Regions from separate parts of the Mus musculus genome. Here regions 1 and 2 are each linked to region 3. The links are chromatin contacts, called in public HiChIP or PLAC-seq maps. All regions are on one chromosome and are shown on one strand. The core of a region is the stretch at or near the end of the contact, and the rest is flanking DNA. Distances in the headings are between cores, read along the strand shown.

What was found. HiChIP or PLAC-seq counts read pairs in DNA pulled down with a chosen protein or histone mark.
Region 1: an H3K4me3 HiChIP or PLAC-seq map of craniofacial prominence shows a contact between it and region 3, with 7 times the contacts expected there. The contact joins the enhancer-like site here to the promoter of Irx3os in region 3. A contact is called at or near these places in 12 of 39 promoter capture datasets (the 3T3-L1 cell line, the C10 cell line, cranial neural crest and 7 more), 1 of 15 datasets of contacts at CTCF or cohesin (stem cell-derived epiblast-like cells), 7 of 484 Hi-C or Micro-C datasets (cranial neural crest, embryonic stem cells, myocytes and 2 more), 12 of 115 datasets of contacts at active chromatin or transcription factors (craniofacial prominence, embryonic basal ganglia, embryonic forebrain and 6 more) and 4 of 9 other capture datasets (adipose tissue, embryonic stem cells, embryonic tail and 1 more).
Region 2: a contact with region 3 is called in an H3K4me3 HiChIP or PLAC-seq map of neural tube, with 8 times the contacts expected there. The contact joins the enhancer-like site here to the promoter of Irx3os in region 3. A contact is called at or near these places in 5 of 39 promoter capture datasets (frontonasal cranial neural crest, hippocampal neurons, liver and 2 more), 2 of 484 Hi-C or Micro-C datasets (both in embryonic stem cells), 4 of 115 datasets of contacts at active chromatin or transcription factors (embryonic forebrain, embryonic hindbrain, embryonic midbrain and 1 more) and 2 of 9 other capture datasets (embryonic stem cells and liver).

Annotation. Positions count from the first base shown.
Region 1 is chr8:92,615,167-92,618,261 of GRCm38.p6, reverse strand. No RefSeq gene overlaps it. Among named protein-coding and RNA genes, the nearest start is that of Irx6, 58 kb to the left of the region's middle. Within about 2 kb of position 1,376, at least 4 of the 459 cell types and tissues checked have an H3K27ac peak or open chromatin away from gene starts, as enhancers often do. A contact at or near this core is called in craniofacial prominence, where this site is marked.
Region 2 is chr8:92,761,001-92,763,789 of GRCm38.p6, reverse strand. No RefSeq gene overlaps it. Among named protein-coding and RNA genes, the nearest start is that of Mmp2, 65 kb to the left of the region's middle. Within about 2 kb of position 1,294, at least 22 of the 459 cell types and tissues checked have an H3K27ac peak or open chromatin away from gene starts, as enhancers often do.
Region 3 is chr8:91,802,019-91,805,056 of GRCm38.p6, reverse strand. It overlaps Irx3os (a long non-coding RNA gene), which reads right to left and starts at 1,721. Exons shown (of 4, transcript XR_003947581.1): 1 at 1,337-1,721; 2 at 214-1,244.

The DNA.
Region 1 (3,095 bases), core at 127-2,626, 810 kb before region 3:
CTCACAGCCCATCACCCTGGCTCTGCCGCTTAACCAACAATGTGACCTTGGGCAGGTGAATTAACCTCTCTGGTCTTTAGTTCCTTCATCTGCTCACTAGTAGGTGGGAAGGTAGCACTCACTTCATGGGATTGTGAATTTGAAACTAGGTAAGGCATAAAAAGAGCCCGGCATTGAGATCAGGATGAGAAGTGTGTGTAATGAATTAAAAATAAATAAAGTTTTTTTTTCCTAAGTGAGGGAAGAAGGCGTACATTTGGTATGCAAAGTCTAATCACAGGTTGCTTCCCAAATGCTTGCATTTGCCATGTTGTTTTCGTAAGCCTTGGGTTTCAAGATCAGAGAATGGGGCAAATAGAGAAGTGTGAAGACCCTAGATCCCCAACTCTACAGCCCAGGGTAAGATTTTACTGTGACCTCTGTAGTTACTGCCCCATGAAGGCTTTGGCTGGGCTCTTAGGAGTGTGAGCTCTTAGGAGGGTGGCCACACTGTGTCTTGGGTTCCGTCCCCAGTGCAAAGACTTAAGAAGCAACCTGAGGCTCCTGGGAACAGCTAGGATGTTTTCTGCCCAGGGTAGGGAGGGCAGGGCTTCCAAGCACAGGAGTATTCAGCTCACAATGTCATCAGGGTGTTGTGCATCACTGAAGCCAGGGGTCTTATCCTCTAGTACTGTTGAGCTTTGAGGGACCCTTTAGACTGTTGAATGAACTAGTCCATCTTAGGTTGATAATCTTAGGATAAGAGAAAGAGACAGAGGCAGAAGGGATCGGCACATAGGCACAGACACATGCATGCTCACCAGAAACAAAGCAGATGACTAAGTAGAGTGACTCAAAGAAGCAGACAGGGTGACAGAGAACAAGAAGAAAGGAAAGTGAGAGAGGAAAGACAGAGAGATGCACAAGAGAAGAAGGGATGGAGAGAGGCAGCTAAAACTCAGAGACAGACAGACACAGAGTGGGTGACAGACAGAAGCAGAGACACCTGTGCATAGAGAGAGGAACTGAGGCATGCCTGCACAGAGAGGAGGGACTCTGAGAAAAAGACATCAGAAAGCAACTCAGTGGCCCCCATAGTTCCAAAGCCCAGGGCAACAGAGTGGTACTCATGTCCCCTGGGACCTGTGTACCCAGAGACCGGCAGAAGTCAGAGAGGCCCACATTGGCTCTCCCCTGCCAGCTCTCTCTTAGCCCCCCATCCCTGCCCCACTGGAGGCATAATGTCTGCCTGCAGGGAGCTGACCTGATCCTTTCATCTTCTTGTAAGGCAGGCTAGGAGCTGCCCAGATGGAGTGGAGGTTTGGGCCTGTGGCCATGCCAGTCAGAGCATTTCCAACGATGACAGTTAAATTGTTGGGGGCCTCTGTTCTTCATTTACATCACAGACTCTCAGGTCCTGCGGACCTTCCCTAAATGGAAGCCAGCTGCCCTGTGCATAGGCTGAGCTTGCCTTGCTTCAGAAGGAAGGCCTCTGACTTTCAACTTAAATGCACCCCCGATTTTGACAAGCCAGAGTGCTTAACAGTATTTTATTGTTTGATTTCACCAAACTCGAGGACTTTCTTCTAGCTTGGAATAATGGACTAAACCTGGATGGGTTTGCTTCTCTTGGTGAGCACCGGCACCAGGCTGTGGGGAAAGTACCAGGTTCCCAAGTGCTTGTCCTCTGAGGTGACAGGGACCCCTGCTGTCGCAAAGCTTGTCTGGAACCGAATTTCCTGCCAAGTGTGCAAAGCACTCAGTCACTAGCTGAGGTTCCTTGAGTTTCTGTTTTATGCTCGCCTTGGGAGACATGCAGTTGCCAAGTGTCTCAAGTGTGTCCCTTTCGTTAGAGGTGTAGGGGGGCGGGATATGTTTGAAGTAGAAGGCTCAGTATCTTGATGTAGGGCTAGTGGACATGGTCCAGGGTACTTGGGCAAGCCAGTCTGTTCTCTCTTCTGTTGAGTGACAGGCTTTGAAGGTGAAGCCTCAAGTGTGTTCTGTGGTTCTCCAGCAGAGGTGACAAGATCTAAGAGACAAGTTTGGCTGTTGTGACTGAGTGGAGGCAGTGTCATAGACATGGGGAAAACACTCTGCAATAAGTATGGCTGTTCCCCTACTACAAAGAGTGACTTGACTTAAAAAACAAAACAAACAAACACACAACAAAAAAAAACCCCAACAAACAAAAACTGTAGTGTTCCTGCTGAAAATTCCCACTTCCATTGGGGGCAGACACAGTGGGATATGCGACCTGGCTGGCCCCGGGCTCATTGTGCAGATTTTGCTATGAGCAGATCCAGGAGAGTTGTGCAGTGTGGTAGCCCTGCAGGTAGACAGGAATACACAGGCAAATGTCACAGGCAGGGGCAGGTTGTGCTGGCGTTGGCCGGCGCATGAGCATCTTGGAAGGCCCTTGATAGGATAGAGTGAAAGCGGGAGATGCATCTGGGACCTAGGCCTTGGGTTTGCAAATGTCAAGAGCCCTTTGGATGCTCTGGAGCAGGAAATGAGACCTGGGAAGATTGAGCCAATCTGCTACACAGGTAAATGTCGTTATGTGTAGAGAGAGACAAGGGGCAGTATGAGAAGGTGGGACCATGTGACACAGATCCGCAGGGCAGGCGCATTCGTCTCTTTTCTATTGCTGTGACGACAGGATGGCCAAAAGCAACTTAAAGAAGAGAAAGATTATCTGGGACTCACGGCTTCATGGTTAGGGTCCGCAGTGTTGGACTAACTGGTACCAGATAGTTCTAACAACCTCTGAGAGCGTTCTTCTTGAACCATAAGCAGAAGGCAGAGGGATCCTCAAGTGGGGATAGCATGTGACTTTTGAGACATCAAGGGCTCAAAGTGACAGATTTCCTCCAGCAAGGCCACACCTTCTTAACCCTTCCAAAACAACCACAAACTGGGGGCTTGTTAGGGACATCTCATTCAAACAACCTTGGGCTGGTTCCATGGTCAGGGTCACATTGCCACGAGACACACCCTCCATGAAGGTAAGAATTCTTCCCTTCCACTGGGTCCACCTTCCCTGAGTCCTGTGTAAAATCATGGCTTAAATTATTTTCTATAATATCCATGGTCCATGAACCAGGACCATGAGACTC
Region 2 (2,789 bases), core at 45-2,544, 960 kb before region 3:
TTAGCTTTTGAAGGACAGAAAGCTCAGCACACCCTGCAGCAGAAGGAACATGGAGGACACGGAGGAGGGACAAACTAAACCAGGAGGAGGTTCCACTTTGAAAGAAATGCTACAGAGCTCCAGCTATCAAATATATCCAAGGGGGCTGCAGAGATAGCTCAGTGGCTAAGAGCACCCACTGCTCTTCTGGAGGTCCTGAATTCAATTCCCAGCAACCACATGGTGGCTCACAACCATCTGTAATGAGATCTGATGCCCTCTTCTGGTGTGTCTGAAGATAGCGACAGTGTACTCATACAAATAAAATAAATAATTCTTTCACAAACACACACCCACACCCAAGGTGCAAGTGTGGGGTGAGCTCAGCTAAGAAATTCCATTAGGGTACTCATTGTCTTCTGGTCCCTGGGGGAGGGGGGGCATGCTGGCGTTTCAGTAATTTCCACAGAACTCAGGGCTCTTGTGCAGATGGGACACAGGATAGTTGGTGTAGAAAGTCCTATTAGAGAGCCCGAGAATGCTAAACACCGAACTGATAATTGTGCCTCTGGGTTCCTAACTCAAACAAGCAAAAGCAGAGACTGTGGCAGGCTATCTCTGCACAGCTGTTTATAGTAGTACCATTCACAATCGCCCAAAGTTGGAAACAATAGGATATCGGTTCTTTTACATGGCAGAAACTCACAGACCTAAAGCTAACGGAAGAAGCCAGTCACAGAACAGATACTGTGTGACATCACATATATGAAGTTGGTAGTTAAACTGAGGCAGAAATTAAACAGTAGTTTCCAAGGACCATAGTGGGACAGAGTCAGGGAGATTTGCTGATTAAGGACACATGGAGAGTTTTAAGTTGGGGGGATCTTTAAAAAGCTTTGGGCGTCTGTAGTATAATGCGGTGGATCTGATTAATGGCTCCAAGCTCTACCTTTAAAAGTAGTTAAAAATGGCAAAATTTGTGCTGTATGTATTTTAGAGGGAGAAAAATCAAGTCTCGGCCAGAACTCTCTAGGTCTAGCAGAACTTCTAGGATATGCATCCAATCCATGAGCCTTTTTTTCCAAAGCAGGTTCTGATTGACAGGCTCAAACTCTGTTGACTGGTTCTGCTTCAAACCCAAACCAATTAAGATGAAGGCTGAGAAAGAGCAAGCAGAGACCCTCTCAAGGCCTGCCTTGCTCTGATGCGAGCGTATGAACCAGCCCTTCCTTCCAGCCTACACGTCCGGTAGATGTCTAACAGCCCCACATGCCACTTACACACAATCAATAGTGCTGGTGTTCAGGCAAGCTGTTCTTAAAGCCAGAAGTCTGAGGAGGCAGGTGGGGAAGCTTGCCGTGGGGGAGGAGGAGAGCCAGCCTACTAGGTATCTGTTACTCGGGAAGAGATGAAAGAGCAGTCAGCGAGCCCTTTCAAAGCTGTAAACAGCCTGCTAGGGCGGGTCACATGGACAGACGGCCAGCTGGGTAGCAGGAGTTTCTTCCAATGAGGTTGACCATACCAGGAAAACTTCTCTGAGCTGCTAGTGTTAATAGATTGTTAATGATTGATGCAGGGGCCTTTTATGTCCCCAAATGAAAGGCAGAAACAGGGCCCTGAGTTTGGCGTGGATGACTACCCCAGCACCGGTTCCCTAGCAGAGACGGAATTTTAAAACATTGATGTTAGCTGAGCTTGAGCGGGGCTACACCGCGGCTCACGGAGGAATGAAACGATCTTGTCTGGTGTTCGTCTTCCTTTGTTCTTTCACTCAGACATTAAAAATACAGCAGGCTAAAAGGAGAAAATAAATTTCAAAGTCCCTCCTAGACGGCAGGCACAAAGACAGGTGAGGTGTGGAGTGAGTTTGCTAAACAGATAAAGCAAGTCTGGGAGGAGATCTGCGTTCTTTGGAGACGGGCTTAACTGTGCCTTGGCTCCTCACGGCCTCCTTGGAGGATTCTCACAGGCAGGCCTCGTACACCTGCTGCCCTGTGTGCTGGGCTGGGCCTTTGATAGAGCATTTCAGAGAGATGCCAGGCTTCCAGGATTCTCTCTACTACTCCAGGAAAAGAGCCTTTCTCCGTGCTCTTGGCCCAGCCAGACTGATAGCTTCTGAAGGTGATATGGCTTGGGGACTTAACAACAGTAAACATATTTTTGGTGCATAATATAAATAGGAAAAAATAAAACAGATCACAAATATATGCTTTTCTGGGTGTGTGCTAGATGTGCCCGTCCCCACCAGACACACCCGTGTAACACCTAGCTGATCAATAGACTAGACATTAATTTTCGGCAGGTTGTATCCAAATGACTGAACTTGGTTCACATTCTAATGGAGAAGCCACTGCCAGGAATGTTGTACTAGGCAGGGAAAAAATATTCAAGGCTGTCTGAGACAGTACAGATTCTCCCACACTTTGATAGTGACTAGATTATCATGTAACTCATCCCTCAAATGACATGGGTTTTGAGAGTGTTGCTACAAGCATCCAATGAGATATAAAATACCTTTAAGATTGGAAATACACTATAAGCACAGATGGAAACCTCTGTGAAGCTGGTACGTATGCTGACGCAGTGGCAACTGCACATCTACCTAGCACTGTGTTCCAGACCCATTGGGCACTGGTCTGCTCTTTCCACATGGTGCGTTTCTCTCTCTGCTTTATCCTGTCTGAGGCAGATACCTGCACACTGTGCCACACTGTACCACCTTGCAGAAGAACAGGGGCGGGGCAGAAAAACAGGGATGGGGCAGAAGAACAGGGGCGGGGCAAGAGACAAGCCAGCTGTCCTGCATTGAT
Region 3 (3,038 bases), core at 472-2,971:
GCATCCAGAGGGGATTATCGCATGCGCGAGTATTAGACCTCATTACCAGCTTGAGTGCAAAATTATTACATCTTGTAATTGGATGGTGAGATTTATATACAGATCGGCCCGGTTTCTGTAAGATTGTAATTACAAGCTTCGTTGGTTAGCTACTTATCAGAACTTTGCAGGAAAACAAAACAAATGACTGAGGAAAACGAGCGTTTCATTAACCTGTAACCCCAGCTGGGGGGGGGGGGAGCGTACGCAGCAGCCTCTGCAAGAAGCTGAAGGATAGCCAGCCCGCACCGCCTCTGGGGGACTCTGAGCCTTGGGAGGAAAGGAGTGAACTCTGTCCGAGCTGGGAGACACAGCTGCAGAAGCTCCCAACGACGGGGGGCACGGGCACATCGGGGAGCTGGACCAGGGGAGGGAAGAGATGGGGGCTGGTGGTTCGGAGTGTCCGACCCCGAAGCTGGTGGGCCTCTGGCTACACATAGGGCACCCCTTGTAGTTGTCCTCCAGCGCGCACAGCTTCGTGCGCCACGTGTCCTCGGCGTACACCTTTTCTGTATGCTCCTGGCGCCCTGATCCCAGACCACAGAGCGTCCGCGGCGAGCGCTTTGTGCACTGTGCCTGTTGGGAGAAAGAGGGGGTGAGGGAGAAGCTCCTGCTGGTCTCCTGCTGTTGCGCTCAGGTCTTTCCCCAATCAACTCCCGATGCACCTGCTTCTCCTCACTCTCTGTGCGAATCTGTCTGTCTGACCTAATCTCCTGGATTAAAAATCCCATGAAAAGCTTCAGCTCTCCGCGGACTCGCGAGTTTAGTCTAAGAGCTGAGTTCCACTGGCCTGGTCTTGTTGAGGAATCAGAGCCATGCAGTGACTCCAGTCGCTTGGGATACTGGGTCCCGGCGTGGGTTGCTGATTTCAGGGCCAGACCAAAGCTCTTCCCAGTTGGTCACGGGGTAACTGGTAGCTGTTTCTACTCCAGGCCTGGGATGCCTGGAGGAATCTAATTAAGCGAGGTTCTTAGGTTCATGCCTGGGTCTAGAGGTTCACCCTCTGGGCCAGGGGCGGCCCCGTGGCCGGCGTGAGTCCTTCCTGAGAACAGCCTGGCTCTTCCGGTGTTCTTTCTCTCAGCCCATCATCGCAATCGGACACAACCAGGTCGATAGCTGGTTAATGCAGTAAGGAAGGAAGGAGCATCTCAGAGGCTCTTGTGTGGTGTTGTTGTGTGGTGTTGCGTTTTGTTTTTCTTTCCCTTCTGAAAAACAAAACAAAACAAACAAACAAACAAAAAGGAATGAAATACTCGTGGTTTTGCCCAGACATGTACAGCGAAACCCCTTCGCCCACCTTGCAATCTGGCTCTGTCGCCCATTGGTCTGGTCCAGTTCTGTGTAGGTAGGTCGTCCCGGCTGTCTTAAAAGACTCACCATCCTATACACAGGAAAGATCCTGGAAAATAATGTCACCTCTATTCTACAACCCTAAGACCTTTGCTTGAGCAGGTGAGCCCTGGCTTCCTGTGACAGGTTTAACCAGAAACGGAATCAGGCTGCGGGGAAGCCATTCGAAGGCCTGAGCTGATCCTACTATGCCTCCTCTGTCCAGGCTCACCTTAAAGCCAACCTCCAGCACCAGGCAAGGAGACCAGGAGACCACAGAGAAGCTGCACAGATTCAATTTAGGAAGACCCCACATGCTGACATCGAACCCTAGACTTGGTAGCTCCCCAAACTTCTGTTTGTGTTTCTCCCACTAATTTTCTGAGTTAGTACCTCCTGGAGCCTAAGGTCAGTGGAATGCAGCCAGAGGTGGGACATGGGGGTCAAAACTGGAGGCCAGGGCCAGGGAGAAAGAAATCCATTCCCTAACTGTATTCACACTAGAGCCCGGCCAGCCCGGGACCCTTAGATTCCTCCAAGCTGGCGAGTTCCGGTTTGATTCTTAGTTCAGTCGGAGGCCCTTGGGGTGGTTTTTCTGCCTCTAAGCTAGGGCTCTTCACTCTACTGAAGAATCGCAGCCGGGGAGTTGTTCAGTCCGCAGGCCCACAGCAGGCCTGGCCCGCGCGTGGGTCGCCGCTACAGCCTTATCTGGGAGCTCCAGCTATCCCGGGAATTTCAGTATGACTTTCCACTGCACACACTAATCCGTGACGGTGGGCACTTGGACACTCACATTTCAAGTTAGATTTAGGAAATATCCTACCATAAAACCAAAGTCTTGCTCCCCGCCCCCACAATGCACACTCTCTACGGCTCTGGGGGAATTCTCGCCAAAAGAAAAACGCTGGGTCTGGGGACCAGAGAGCGGAAAGGGGAGGGGGATAGTGAAATGAATGGTCGCAATTAAAAAAAAAAAAATCACACCAACATAGAAACTTCTCGGAAGAGCTTTCGGAAAGTTCCCAGAGCCTAGGCTCTAAGTTTCTCTGCTCCTCCCCCACTCCATAGCCAGGAGCTCCACCAACTCCTTGCTTGTTCCACCAGACCACCTAGGCGCCAAACTCACTATTTCTTGTGAGGATTCTCAACAAGGTACCCTGGAGGTGTAAATGTAGCAAACTGCGGGGTTCCCCCGCCCTCCCCCCACCCAGCACAGAATAGGTCTTTTAAAGCTCGGAGAGGCAGCACTCCCAACTCCCAGGCAGCACGTTCACTCTTTTAGCTGCAGGCTTAGGCTTTGGAGAACGACCTAGGGACCAGAGCTGAAAAGTGCAAAGGGAGCCACGGGGGGGGGGGGGGGAGGGCGGGAAGCCCCGGAAGCCTGCCTTGGTCCAGGGTCCTGTCCCAACCCGGAACTACAGCTTCGAAGGGGGCTGAGAATTGAGGAGTTGGAAGACCTGAGGGGCTAGGTGACCCTGTACTAAGCCGCCACTCGTGGTCTCGGCTCTCCCCTCCGAGTGCGGGCAGGAGGGGGCGGGAAGAGACTGAGTCCAGTCCCGCCCCGCCCCGCCCGGCGCTCTGTACTCGCGGGGGAGGGCCGCCTCGCCCAGAAGGCTCCCGGGTGATTGGCGACTCCAGGAGGAGACGCAGGGAAAAGTCGAATAAGAGGG